Regions from separate parts of the Macaca mulatta genome. Here region 2 is linked to region 1. The links are chromatin contacts, called in public Hi-C maps. All regions are on one chromosome and are shown on one strand. Each heading gives the region's core, a stretch centred on a gene start, on an enhancer-like site or on the middle of the called end of the contact. The rest is flanking DNA. Distances are from core to core; before and after follow the strand shown.

Evidence for each region. A called contact is a pair of places that touch in the nucleus more often than the background predicts.
Region 2: a Hi-C map of cortical neurons shows a contact between it and region 1, with 5 times the contacts expected there. The contact joins the promoter of GDF5 here to the enhancer-like site in region 1. A contact is called at or near these places in 5 of 14 Hi-C or Micro-C datasets (CD4 T cells, cortical neurons, fetal cortical plate and 2 more).

What each region holds. Positions count from the first base shown.
Region 1 is chr10:88,106,995-88,112,565 of T2T-MMU8v2.0, reverse strand. UQCC1 (ubiquinol-cytochrome c reductase complex assembly factor 1) reads left to right here. Exons shown (of 10, transcript XM_077951778.1): 9 at 1,596-1,709; 10 at 4,286-5,571. The coding sequence ends at 4,420. LOC144332151 (a long non-coding RNA gene) reads right to left here. Exons shown (of 2, transcript XR_013399925.1): 2 at 4,650-5,571. Among named protein-coding and RNA genes, the nearest start is that of FAM83C, 20 kb to the right of the region's middle. Within about 2 kb of position 2,460, at least 3 of the 40 cell types and tissues checked have an H3K27ac peak or open chromatin away from gene starts, as enhancers often do.
Region 2 is chr10:88,246,058-88,251,556 of T2T-MMU8v2.0, reverse strand. It overlaps GDF5 (growth differentiation factor 5), which reads left to right and starts at 4,089. Exons shown (of 2, transcript XM_001099806.5): 1 at 4,089-5,097. The coding sequence starts at 4,473.

The DNA of each region.
Region 1 (5,571 bases), core at 1,211-3,710:
GCAGGCACAGTAGACACAGGCATGCTGTTGTGCTAGCAAATCGTTTGCAGAAGGGTGATGTGCCTGAGCTTGTCCTCTGCTCCTTTCCCCATCTGCCAAAAGAAGCCAGTTTTCCTGACTCAGCCATCGTGCCAGGACAGTCCTAAGCTGTGGAACTGTAAGGAGTGTTTATCAGAGAGCATTTGGAACAGGTGGAATGTTTTTCTACCAAACTGTCAGCACCCCATACTGGACATGGCACTTCCTGGCAGCAGGCCTGGAGCCAGACCTCATATACCACAATGCCCAAGAGGACAGACCACAATATAATGTCAAATAAAGTGATCCTGGGTCTTTGCATAATGTTTACCACTTACAGAGCCATTCATGGCCAGTATCTCTCACTTCTCACAGCTCTGTGGGATGGGTATTATTAGGCTTGTTTAACTCATGAAAAACTGAGGCTCAGGAATGGCTAATAGCTTCTCAAAGGCCACACGGCCATCAAATGACAGAGCTGGCATTTGAACTCTGTGCTCTGGCTCCCAGACCCCACTGTTTTGACTATATCCCAGCTGTCTGCCAAAGCATACTCCTAATCTTTGTATCCAACAGATTACACTTAACAAGTAGTTCAAGAATGCTGTAAGTAGAGCAGGTAACTTCATCTGTTTTTAAGAAGTACAAGATTGAGACTTTGGTTTAGTCAACTGCCACCATCACTGATCTTGGCAGAGGTGGAACTAGGGCTTGATCTGCCTTCTGACTTCAAGTCAGCACATCGATTCTACACACTACCTTGACACCTGGACAGAGCAACTTCTCAGGGCCTGCTCCATCAGTCACCTTCACCCCAGGAAGCAAGACTCTCAACCCTCCCTCCTCTAGAGGTCCAAGCTAGAAAATGTCCTTAGCTGGTGGCTGGGGCTCTCATTTTGCTCTGTAATCTTTGAGCTTCCCAACAGAAGTCTCCTCTGTGCCAAAAGAGGCAGTGTTAGGCACACACACACATGCAGACTCTGAGCCTGGCCCTCTGTGGCCCCAGCAATCCTGCTGAACATCCTGTTCCTCTACTTAGGGAGAGGCTGGGCCCAGAGTTGGGTAACAGTGAAGACAAGGTAGCTGGCTCCCTTCCCCAAAGAGCCAGTTGCCTTGCAGAGATATGTCCTTGGACCAAGCAAGAAGGCACAGTCCATGCCCACCTCCATTCCTGGGAGAAACATACATTCACAATATTCCCAGCCCGTGCCCTGTGGACAGCAAGGGGAGCATTGCTGCTACTGTTTCTCTTCTTGGCCTCTCAAGCGTTGCCTGGGCCAGGCGCAGTACGGAGTAGAGGGAGCTGTGCCTGAGTCCCCACTCTGCATCACCTAACTAGTAGCTTGGCCCCTCTGGACCCCCTGTTCTCCCTCTGTATGTAATAAAATGAAGGGACTGGGCCAGATGCCCTTGTAAGACCCCTTCCACCTCTACTGTGTGACTACCCCATTTTCCTCATGTGTGGAGGGTCCTTCTGAGCCGGTTCCATGGTTGCTAGCATGTTTACAGTATCCCTAGCGTCTGTGTCCTGGCTCTGTGGATCGCTCCGGAGACCATTGCTGTGCTGTATGTTCCAGGGGATCCTTTCAGATGATCATGGGCTGGCCGCTGCCCTCTGGAGAACCTTCTTCAACGGGAAATGTGAAGACCCTCGACATCTTGAATTGCTGGTAGAGTATGTGAGGAAACAGGTGAGCGACCCTTTCCCTCCCCTCCCAATTCCTGGCAACAGTGGGCCCTCCTCTTGGGCTTTCAGGGGATCATGAGAGGTTGAGTTACCAAGGAGCAGTCTGAGAGAATTCTGACCAGATCACATCAGCTGGACGCTGAAGAAGGAGCGCCTTCTGTATGTCCAACCATGAACCGGGCCAGGGAGCGGGAAATGGGAAGAAAGAGAGAGAAAGAGGCATCAAGTAGTCTCCTGCCCTCAGGAACTTTGAGTCATTCATTCACTGTGCACCTCATTTCCTACTATGCGCCTGGTGCTATGCTAGCAGCTGGGCCCACAGAGTCCTGGCAGATATGAGCACGGGCAGCCGCCCACTGTGGACCCCTTCTCTACCCACTTGGATTTGTTTCCTGCTCCTGATTTCCAGCAGGACTGGGCAGCAGGCAGCATTTCACAGACAGCCTCTTCCTGCTAGATGCTCTCCATGGTCAAGCAGGGTCCCCCCACTTCAGTTTCTCACCCCTCTGGCTCCCCTGGGCTCCCCAACATCAAAGCTTCTAGGAGAAAGCTCTGCAGTGGGGGCTGCTTACCCACATAGCTCTTCTCAAGCCCAGGGAATTAATTCCTTGACCTCCCTGCCCTCAGATCTTGTATTGATGGGAGACTCATACTTGATAGATGACTGAGCTGACTGGCAGGGAAGAGGACATAGAGGCTCTTCCAGGGCCTCCCAGTGAGTCAGCCTGCACAGCTGCCCTAGGGCCCCAAGCTGCGTGATTCATGTGGCCACTGAGGCCTCAGCTGCCTCAGACAACTCAGGCTGTGCCATGAGTCACACCTTTGCTTCATGACCTGGCCCCTGGAGCTGAAGGGGTGTCACCCCACAGTTACTCTCTTGTTCACTTGTATCCATGGTCTTCAAGCCTCCAACAACCAGGAAAGGCAAGGCTGGAGCTCAGCTCTTGAGAAGACAGGGCCCATAGGACTAGCTTGTAAACTGCTGGAAAAACCACATACTGGGGCTCTGCAGACCCACAGGGTAGAGAATCCCAGGAGCCAGGACTCCTGTTTGACCACTCTTCAAATCTGCCAGAGCCAGGGAGAAGGCATGGCATGGCCAGAGGGCCCCACCCACGGAGAATTCTCATACTACCTGTTGACTGGCCTCACCCTCAGACAGGAGTAGCAATTCGCAAAGCAGATGCTGTGTTTTCTGAGACCTGCCCAGTATTTCCATCTGCCATGGTGGGCTTGTGCCAGAAGCCACAACAGGACACACCTGGGACTTCTCTGAGGGCCCTCTAGGAAGGGGCTGCCACAACCATTGTCCCTACAAGAGGTCCCACGTGGCCCCAGTGAGAGGCAGTGGAAAAACAGCGAAGGGGCTCTTGGGAAAGCAGGGAGCTTTGGTGGGGACCCAGTTATGTCGGCAAAACCTTTTGAGCACCTGCTGCTCCAGGCACTCTTGGGAAAGCAACGATTAATAAGACCCAGTCCTGCCCTCGAGGGGCCAGCTCATGGTTTGGTGAGGAAGCCCAGGCACATGGCTAACCCGGGAGTAAGCCAGCCCATAATGTGATACAGAGAGGGCAGAGTGCTGAAGGCCGGGAAAGGAAGAGCAGGAGCTGGACCTTGAGCAGACTGCTTGGTGTGGCCGATGGCCCAAGAGCCAACCACAGGTCTTGTTGAGATTTTCAACCCAGGAGGTGGGCAGAGTGGTGGCACTGGGGACAGAAATGGAGTCACTGTAAGGAGTGGGCTTTAGGGAAGACATGGCAGAGCAGGTGGGAATCCAGAGCTGAGGCGCGTGCGAGAGGCTGGGGTTGAGTTCAAGCGTCAGCAGCTGGAAGCAGAAGCAACCGGAATGGTGGATTCTTGGAAGGAGGAATGACCTAAAGCCTAAGATGAAGCCTCCTGGCCTTGCAGCAGTGGCTTCTCTGGGTGATGACCATTTTAATGGCAGAGCTGTCTGCCCCTGCTGTCCTAGAGGGGTGATACTAGGGCCTACTGACCAGGGGCCCACTAGAGGACAACAGAGGCATACATATGCTTAAAGTGTGAGTGACTAGCACTGCATATATGAATCTTTTCATGTGTCCTGTGAGGTACCTGTTTCTATCCCCTCTCTCAGACAAAGGAACTTAAATCTCAGAGAGGGGAAGCGGCCACCCTGGATAGCAGCACTGGGAAGGGACAGAATCAGGACTCTCACGCGGCAGCTCTGGGGTGGACAGCATGGCTGTGTGTGCTGCAAGCCCTGACTTCCTGGCCTGCAGGAGCTGTCTAGGGAGGGCATGTAGGGGAGAAGTATCCTTGGGAGATGTGTGTCCATCTCCATTCAGAGGTGTGATAGGGAATTCCCTAACCGCCCCCCCGCCCGACCCGCCCCACCCAGCTCCCCAGTGATTGCTTTCTCCAAACCCCCTTAGTGAATTTATCTAGATCAGAGATGGCTTGGCCTGGGACCTGGGATGGTCAGAAACCCCCCTCATGCCCCGTCCCCTTCCTTCCTCTCCTCTGGGAGGCTGGTTCCTGATGCTGGCTCCTCACATCTGTCCTGCCTCTGTTGCTTCCTCCTTCCCGCTCCTGTGGTTGCAGATGCAGTACCTGGATTCCATGAACGGGGAGGATCTGCTTCTGACAGGGGAGGTGAGCTGGCGCCCTCTAGTGGAGAAGAATCCTCAGAGCATCCTGAAGCCCCATTCTCCCACTTACAACGACGAGGGACTTTGATGGGCTGGGCCCTCTGCACGGCTGGCCAGCTGGCTTCGAGGAACCTCCAGGAGAGACGTGCCTGTTGGTCCAGGACCCCGCAGAAAGTGGCCTGAACTGACCTCTGAACAGCATCTGTCAAATACCTGGCCCCATTTGTGTTGAGTTTCCTCTTAGTGTGCCCAGGAGTATGATCTGCTGGGATACAGGGATGGGAGAACCCCTAGCTCTCCCACGTGTCCTCTCCCTCGGGAAGCCCCGAGTGAGAGTCCCCCAGCACACACTCCCCAACCCCCTCCAGCAACTACCTGTGACTGACAGCTTTTCCCAAAGGCCAAGGAAGGGATGGCGTAGGTTCAAAAGGGAAACCCCCCAGGGCCTGCTGTGGCCTAGGAGCGGACTGTAATGCTGCGGAATCTGGATGGCGACCATGTGTTGTCCCTCGGCTTCCAGCCATGGGGTTGAGTTGGCCATTAAAAGAAACAGACTTCTCTCTACCATGGCCCTTCTTTATTCCAGGGACTTAGAAACTCGCCTGAGTTGGTGGCTGCGGTAGTGACGGCACCACCCAGCTCAGTTAGTGACGGAGAAAGGGAAGAGGCTGGGATGGTCTCTGCTGCTGCTCTTGCCTCTAGTTCATGGAGATGTGTCTCTGTTCAGGCCAAGGCACAGCCAGCCAGGCCCCTCGTCTGGGACCCAGGAGGCCTCTGATGACCAAGGGCTTTCACATCCTACGTCATTTGGAAGGAGGCCTTGAGAACAAAGTCACCTTTGTCACAGTGAACTGAATGAGGAACATGCTGTCTCCTCTCTTGGCCTCCCCTTTCATGAGATATTAGGGAGAAGAGAACATTCCTCCTGGCTTAGTTGTAGCAGACCCAGACCTGTGCCCAGCTTTGGGCCCCCTTCCCAACTTCTGAAGCACGTGCTGCAGAGCCACCTTGGTCTGAGCACCTGAGGACCAGCCCCTCCTCCCTCAGTGCAGGTCATCTCTTGGGGGATTTTCTTAAAGTGAAGAAAGGGAGTGGGGAACCATATTGCCCCTTCCTCCCCCATCAAACTTCCTTCATTTAACTTGCTATAAAATGAGTCATATAAAGAAACTCTATATGGGTGAGGTATATCCCACTTCTGTGAAAACATTACAAATCAAACCGCCTTCTCTCAGTTTA
Region 2 (5,499 bases), core at 2,840-5,339, 140 kb before region 1:
CTTTGAGAGGCCAAGGTGGGCAGATCACTTGAGGTCAGGAGTTTGAGAACAGCCTGGCCAACACAGTGAAACTCTGTCTCTACTAAAAATACAAAAATTAGCTAGGCATGGTGGTGCACACCTGTAATCCCAGCTACTCAGAAGGCTGAAGCAGGAGGGCCCCTTGAACCTGGGAGATGGGGGTTGCAGTGAGCTGAGATCGTGCCACTGCACTCCAGCCTGGGTGACAGAGCGAGACTCATCTCAAAAAAATTAAAAGAAGTTACTTTCGGCCAGGTGTGATGATTCACACCTGTAATCCCAGCACTTTGGGAAGCCAAGGCGGGCAGATCACTTGAGCCCAGAAATTTGAGACCAGCCTGGGCAACACGGCGAGACCCCGTCTCTACAAAAAATACAAAAATTAGCTGGGCATCGTGGTGTGCACCTGTAGTCCTAGTTACTTAGGAGGCTGAGGTGGGAGGATCACCTGAGCCCCATGATCATGCCATTGCACTCCAACCTGGGCAACAGGTGAGACCCTGTCTCAAAAAACAACAATGAAAACCAGTACCTTCACAGCATTGTCATGAAGATAAAGAACACATAAATGCAATGGAGTACAAAACCCAGAGTCTAGTTGACTGGAATAAGTGCTTAAAAAAAATAGCTATTATTGGCCGGGTGCAGTGGCTCACACCTGTAATCCCAGCACTTTGGAAGGCCAAGGCAGGCAGATCACGAGGTCAGGAGATTGATACCATCCTGGCTACCACGGTGAAACCAGATCTCTACTAAAAATACAAAAATTAGATGGGCATGGTGACATGCCGCTGTAGTCCCAGCTACTTGGGAGGCTGAGGCGGGAGAATCGCTTGAACCTGGGAGGCAGAGGTTGCAGTGAGCCAAGATCATGCCACTGTACTGCAGCCTGGGTGACAGAGCAAGACTCCGTCTAAAAAAAAAAGCTACTATTAATAATTGCCATTAATACATTAATAGTTGATGACTTTATGGAATTTATTTTTATTTTTTAGTAGAGACAGGGTTTCACCGTGTTAGCCAGGATGGTCTCGATCTCCTGACGTCGTGATCCGCCCACCTCGGCCTCCCAAAGTGCTGGGATTACAGGTGTGAACCACGGGCCTGGCCGCAATTTATTTCATTGAATCTCCAACAAGAGTCCTGTGAGGTAAACACTATCATTATCCCTGTTTAGAGTTTCAGAGGGGTTTAGAGGCCTCCCAAGATCACACAATGCATAAATAGCAGAACCAAGATTCAAAACCCGGTCTGTTTGTCTCCAGAATCCTTGCTTTTTATCAAGCCACATACAGAGATGTCGTGGTTGTTCAACTCATTCATTTATTCACGCTCTGAGCTTAAAAAATGCTTAAGAAGTGGCAAGACAATTCTTCCCTTTAAGGAACTTAGAGTCTAATGGGAAAGGCAAGTTATGTCCACAAATAACTACACTTCAAAGTAGAAAATGATGATTTTTGTAAATAAGGGCCAGTTAGAGATTCATTTACTCATATAATACGTACTGACAGCTGCCATGTGCTGGGCCCAGTGCCAAGCACTGGGTATAATTGACAGATAAATATGGTACAGTCTAGTTATAATCTAATGGGAGAGACAGGTATGTAAAGAAATTATTATAGTTATAAGGAATTAAGTTATGATTTTAAAATATGAAAAAATACAGAGCAGAAGAAACAAATTGTGTTGGCATAGGGGGCAGAGGCAGAGACTGAATAAACTTTCAGCTGCCAAAAAATGTAAAAGAGCACAGAAAATGTGCGATGGCAGCTCAGGGGGAGTGTGCATTTTCTGGAGGATGCAAGAAGGCTTCATGGAGGAGGTGGCACGTGAGTTGGCACTTGTTTGATGGGTAGCTTTTAGTAGAGGGAGGGTTAAACCAGAGAGAGCTTGGAGGCCTAGAAGCCAGTTATAGGGGAGAATCATAGCGGGACAAGCAGTGAGGAGGACAGGGCAATGATGGAGGGAGTGAAGGGAGGGATGCCAGAGAGGACTGGTTCAGGGGTAACAAATCCATTATTTCAATTTTTAAATTTTTATTAATATTATTTATTTACCTACTTATTTTTTGTGTGTGTGATGGACTCTAGCTCTGTCACCTAGGCTGGAGCACAGTGGTGCGATCTTGGCTCACTGCACACCTTTGCCTCCACACCCGGCTAATTTTTTGTATTTTATTACAGATACCTGTAATTCCAGCACTTTGAGAGGCCAAGGTGGGTGGATCACTTGAGCTCAGGAGTTTGAGACCAGCCTGGCCAACATGGTGAAACTCCGTCTCTACTAAAAATACAAAAAATAGATAGGCATGGTGGTGTGCACCTGTAGTCCCACTACCCGGGAGGCTGAGGCAGGAGAATCATTTGAACTCAGGAGGCAGAGGTTACAGTGAGCCAAGATCATGCCACTGCACTCCAGCCTAGGTGACACCGCGAGACTCTGTCTCAAAAAAAAAAAAAAAAAAAAAGAAAAGCCTAGCTGACTATTGCTTCTCCCCGGCCGTCCTTCTTACAGCATAACAAGTGTTGTTGCAGTGAAATGTACAGAAGGGGTAATTGGCCCTGTCTGGGGACCAGGAAAGACTTCCCGAAGGAGGTGAATTTTCAGCTAAACTTCTCAGGATGTGGAGTGTTTCCTCCAGTTGTGGGAGAGAGAGAGGAGGAGATTTCAGGTGAAGTGAACAGCTTTCCCCGCTGACCCTGGGGTAAGTTGCCCAGGGGCTCTATCGCACAGGTCCCCCAGAGGAAGGGAGCTTCCATACTTCAATGGGTTTTCATTTAGAATACTCGAGTTCAGCTGGAATTCAGAACTTCCAGACTTACCAGAAAAGCATCATGTGGGAAATTGTGCCGGGCGCAGTGGCTCACGCCTATAATCTCAGCGCTCTAGGAGACCGAGGCAGGTGGATCACGATGTCAGGAGATGGAGACCATCCTGGCTAACACGGTGAAACCCCGTCTGTGCTACAAACATAAAAAATCAGCCGGGCGTGGTAGCGGGGGCCTGTAGTCCCAGCTACTCGGGAGGCTGAGTCGGGAGAACGGCGTGAACCTGGGAGGCGGAGCTTGCAGGGAGCCGAGATCGCGCCACTGCACTCCAGCCTGGGCTACACAGCGAGACTCCGTAGAAAAAAAGAAAAAAGAAAAAAGAAAAGCATCATGTGGGAAATGGCTTTTCCAGCCTCCTGTAGGGGCCGCTGCTGCCCCAGACTCAGCCAGTCTCTTCTAAGAAAACTCGGAGGACGTCTTTGCCGGGGTGGAGGTGGGGTACACCCTGGACCTGCCGCCATCCAAGGAGTGGACTTTAGGGCGGCAGTGCCCCCAAGCCTGAAGAATATGCACTCAGTCAATGGCATTTGGTGGTAGGGAGGGGGTGTAGTGGGCACAGATATTTTTCAGTCTCTGGGTCACCACAAGTTTATTAAAATAAAAGAAAATGTGGGTAAATGCTGCCATCTGTGCTGTCCCTACTCCCAATACACACACACACACACACACACACACACACACACACACACACACAGAGGCACACACACACAGACACACATAAACACACACATACAACAAATCAGGTCCCAGGCTAGATGCAGGAGTTGAAACTGCTTTAAAAACACTCTAAGGACTTAACTACAAACCCACACTCCCCATGCTTCTGGGGCTTAAGATCTTTGAGCTCATTCTTCAGCATCTCTCCTTGGGAAGGTGGGGTGGGCTGCTCCATGAGGTGGAGGTGAAGACCCCTGAGTCTGCTCCATGGAGGGGGAGGCCCCCTAAGCCTAGAGTCCCGCTGCGGGGCTCTGTGCCAAGAGCCCCCGTGAGCCATGGCCTCGAAAGGGCAGCGGTGATTTTTTTCACATAAATATATCGCACTTAAATGAGTTTAGACAGCATGACATCAGAGAGTAATTAAATTGGTTTGGGTTGGAATTCCGTTTCCAATTCCTGAGTTCAGGTTTGTAAAAGATTTTTCTGAGCACCTGCAGGCCTGTGTGTGTGTGTGTGTGTGTGTGTGTGTGTGTGTGAAGTATTTTCACTGGAAAGGATTCAAAACTAGGGGGAAAAAAAAACTGGAGCACACAGGCAGCATTACGCCATTCTTCCTTCTTGGAAAAATCCCTCAGCCTTATACAAGCCTCCTTCAAGCCCTCAGTCAGTTGTGCAGGAGAAAGGGGGCGGTCGGCTTTCTCCTTTCAAGAACAAGTTATTTTCAGCTGCTGACTGGAGACGGTGCACGTCTGGATACGAGAGCATTTCCACTATGGGACTGGATACAAACACACACCCGGCAGACTTCAAGAGTCTCAGACTGAGGAGAAAGCCTTTCCTTCTGCTGCTACTGCTGCTGCCGCTGCTTTTGAAAGTCCACTCCTTTCATGGTTTTTCCTGCCAAACCAGAGGCACCTTCGCTGCTGCCGCTGTTCTCTTTGGTGTCATTCAGCGGCTGGCCAGAGGATGAGACTCCCCAAACTCCTCACTTTCTTGCTTTGGTACCTGGCTTGGCTGGACCTGGAATTCATCTGCACTGTGTTGGGTGCCCCTGACTGGGGCCAGAAAGCCCAGGGGACCAGGCCAGGATTGGCCAAAGCAGAGGCCAAGGAGAGGCCCCCCCTGGCCCGGAACGTCTTCAGGCCAGGGGGTCACAGCTATGGTGGGGGGGCCGCCAATGCCAGGGCAAAGGGAGGCACCGGGCACACAGGAGGCCTGACACAGCCCAAAAAGGATGAACCCAAAAAGCTGCCCCCCAGACCGGGTGGCCCTGAACCCAAGCCAGGACACCCTCCCCAAACAAGGCAGGCTACAGCCCGGACTGTGACCCCAAAAGGACAGCTTCCCGGGGGCAAGGTACCCCCAAAAGCAGGATCTGTCCCCAGCTCCTTCCTGCTGAAGAAGGCCAGGGAGCCCGGGTCCCCGCGAGAGCCCAAGGAGCCGTTCCGCCCGCCCCCCATCACACCCCACGAGTACATGCTCTCGCTGTACAGGACGCTGTCCGATGCTGACAGAAAGGGAGGCAACAGCAGCGTGAAGTTGGAGGCTGGCCTGGCCAACACCATCACCAGCTTTATTGACAAAGGGCAAGGTGAGGGGCGGGGTGGCAGGGGCACGGCTCAGAGGGAGGGGCATCTGCATGAATGGAGGGGCTTTCAAAGCCCTGGCACTGCCCTGGTGGGAGACACTGTGTGCATCTGGCCCGGGGTGGGTGTATGGGGACGCTCACACATATCTCACACATAGCAGATCCCGAGCTGCCCACACATCAGGGCTGGAGGGCACCTAGGAATCACCAGGTTCAACGCCTGCAAGGTGCAGGGCGGGCACTAAAGCCTAGAGAGGAGACAACACCTGCCAGTTGGTGGCAGAGTTGGAGACCGGATTCCAAGACTTGATTCCCCAGCTGTGCATCTGTCCCTGCTGGGCTGGCCGAACTTTCCACGCTCCAGGGGTTTGTAGGTGGTCTCAGATGGCAGAGAAAGAAATGAAT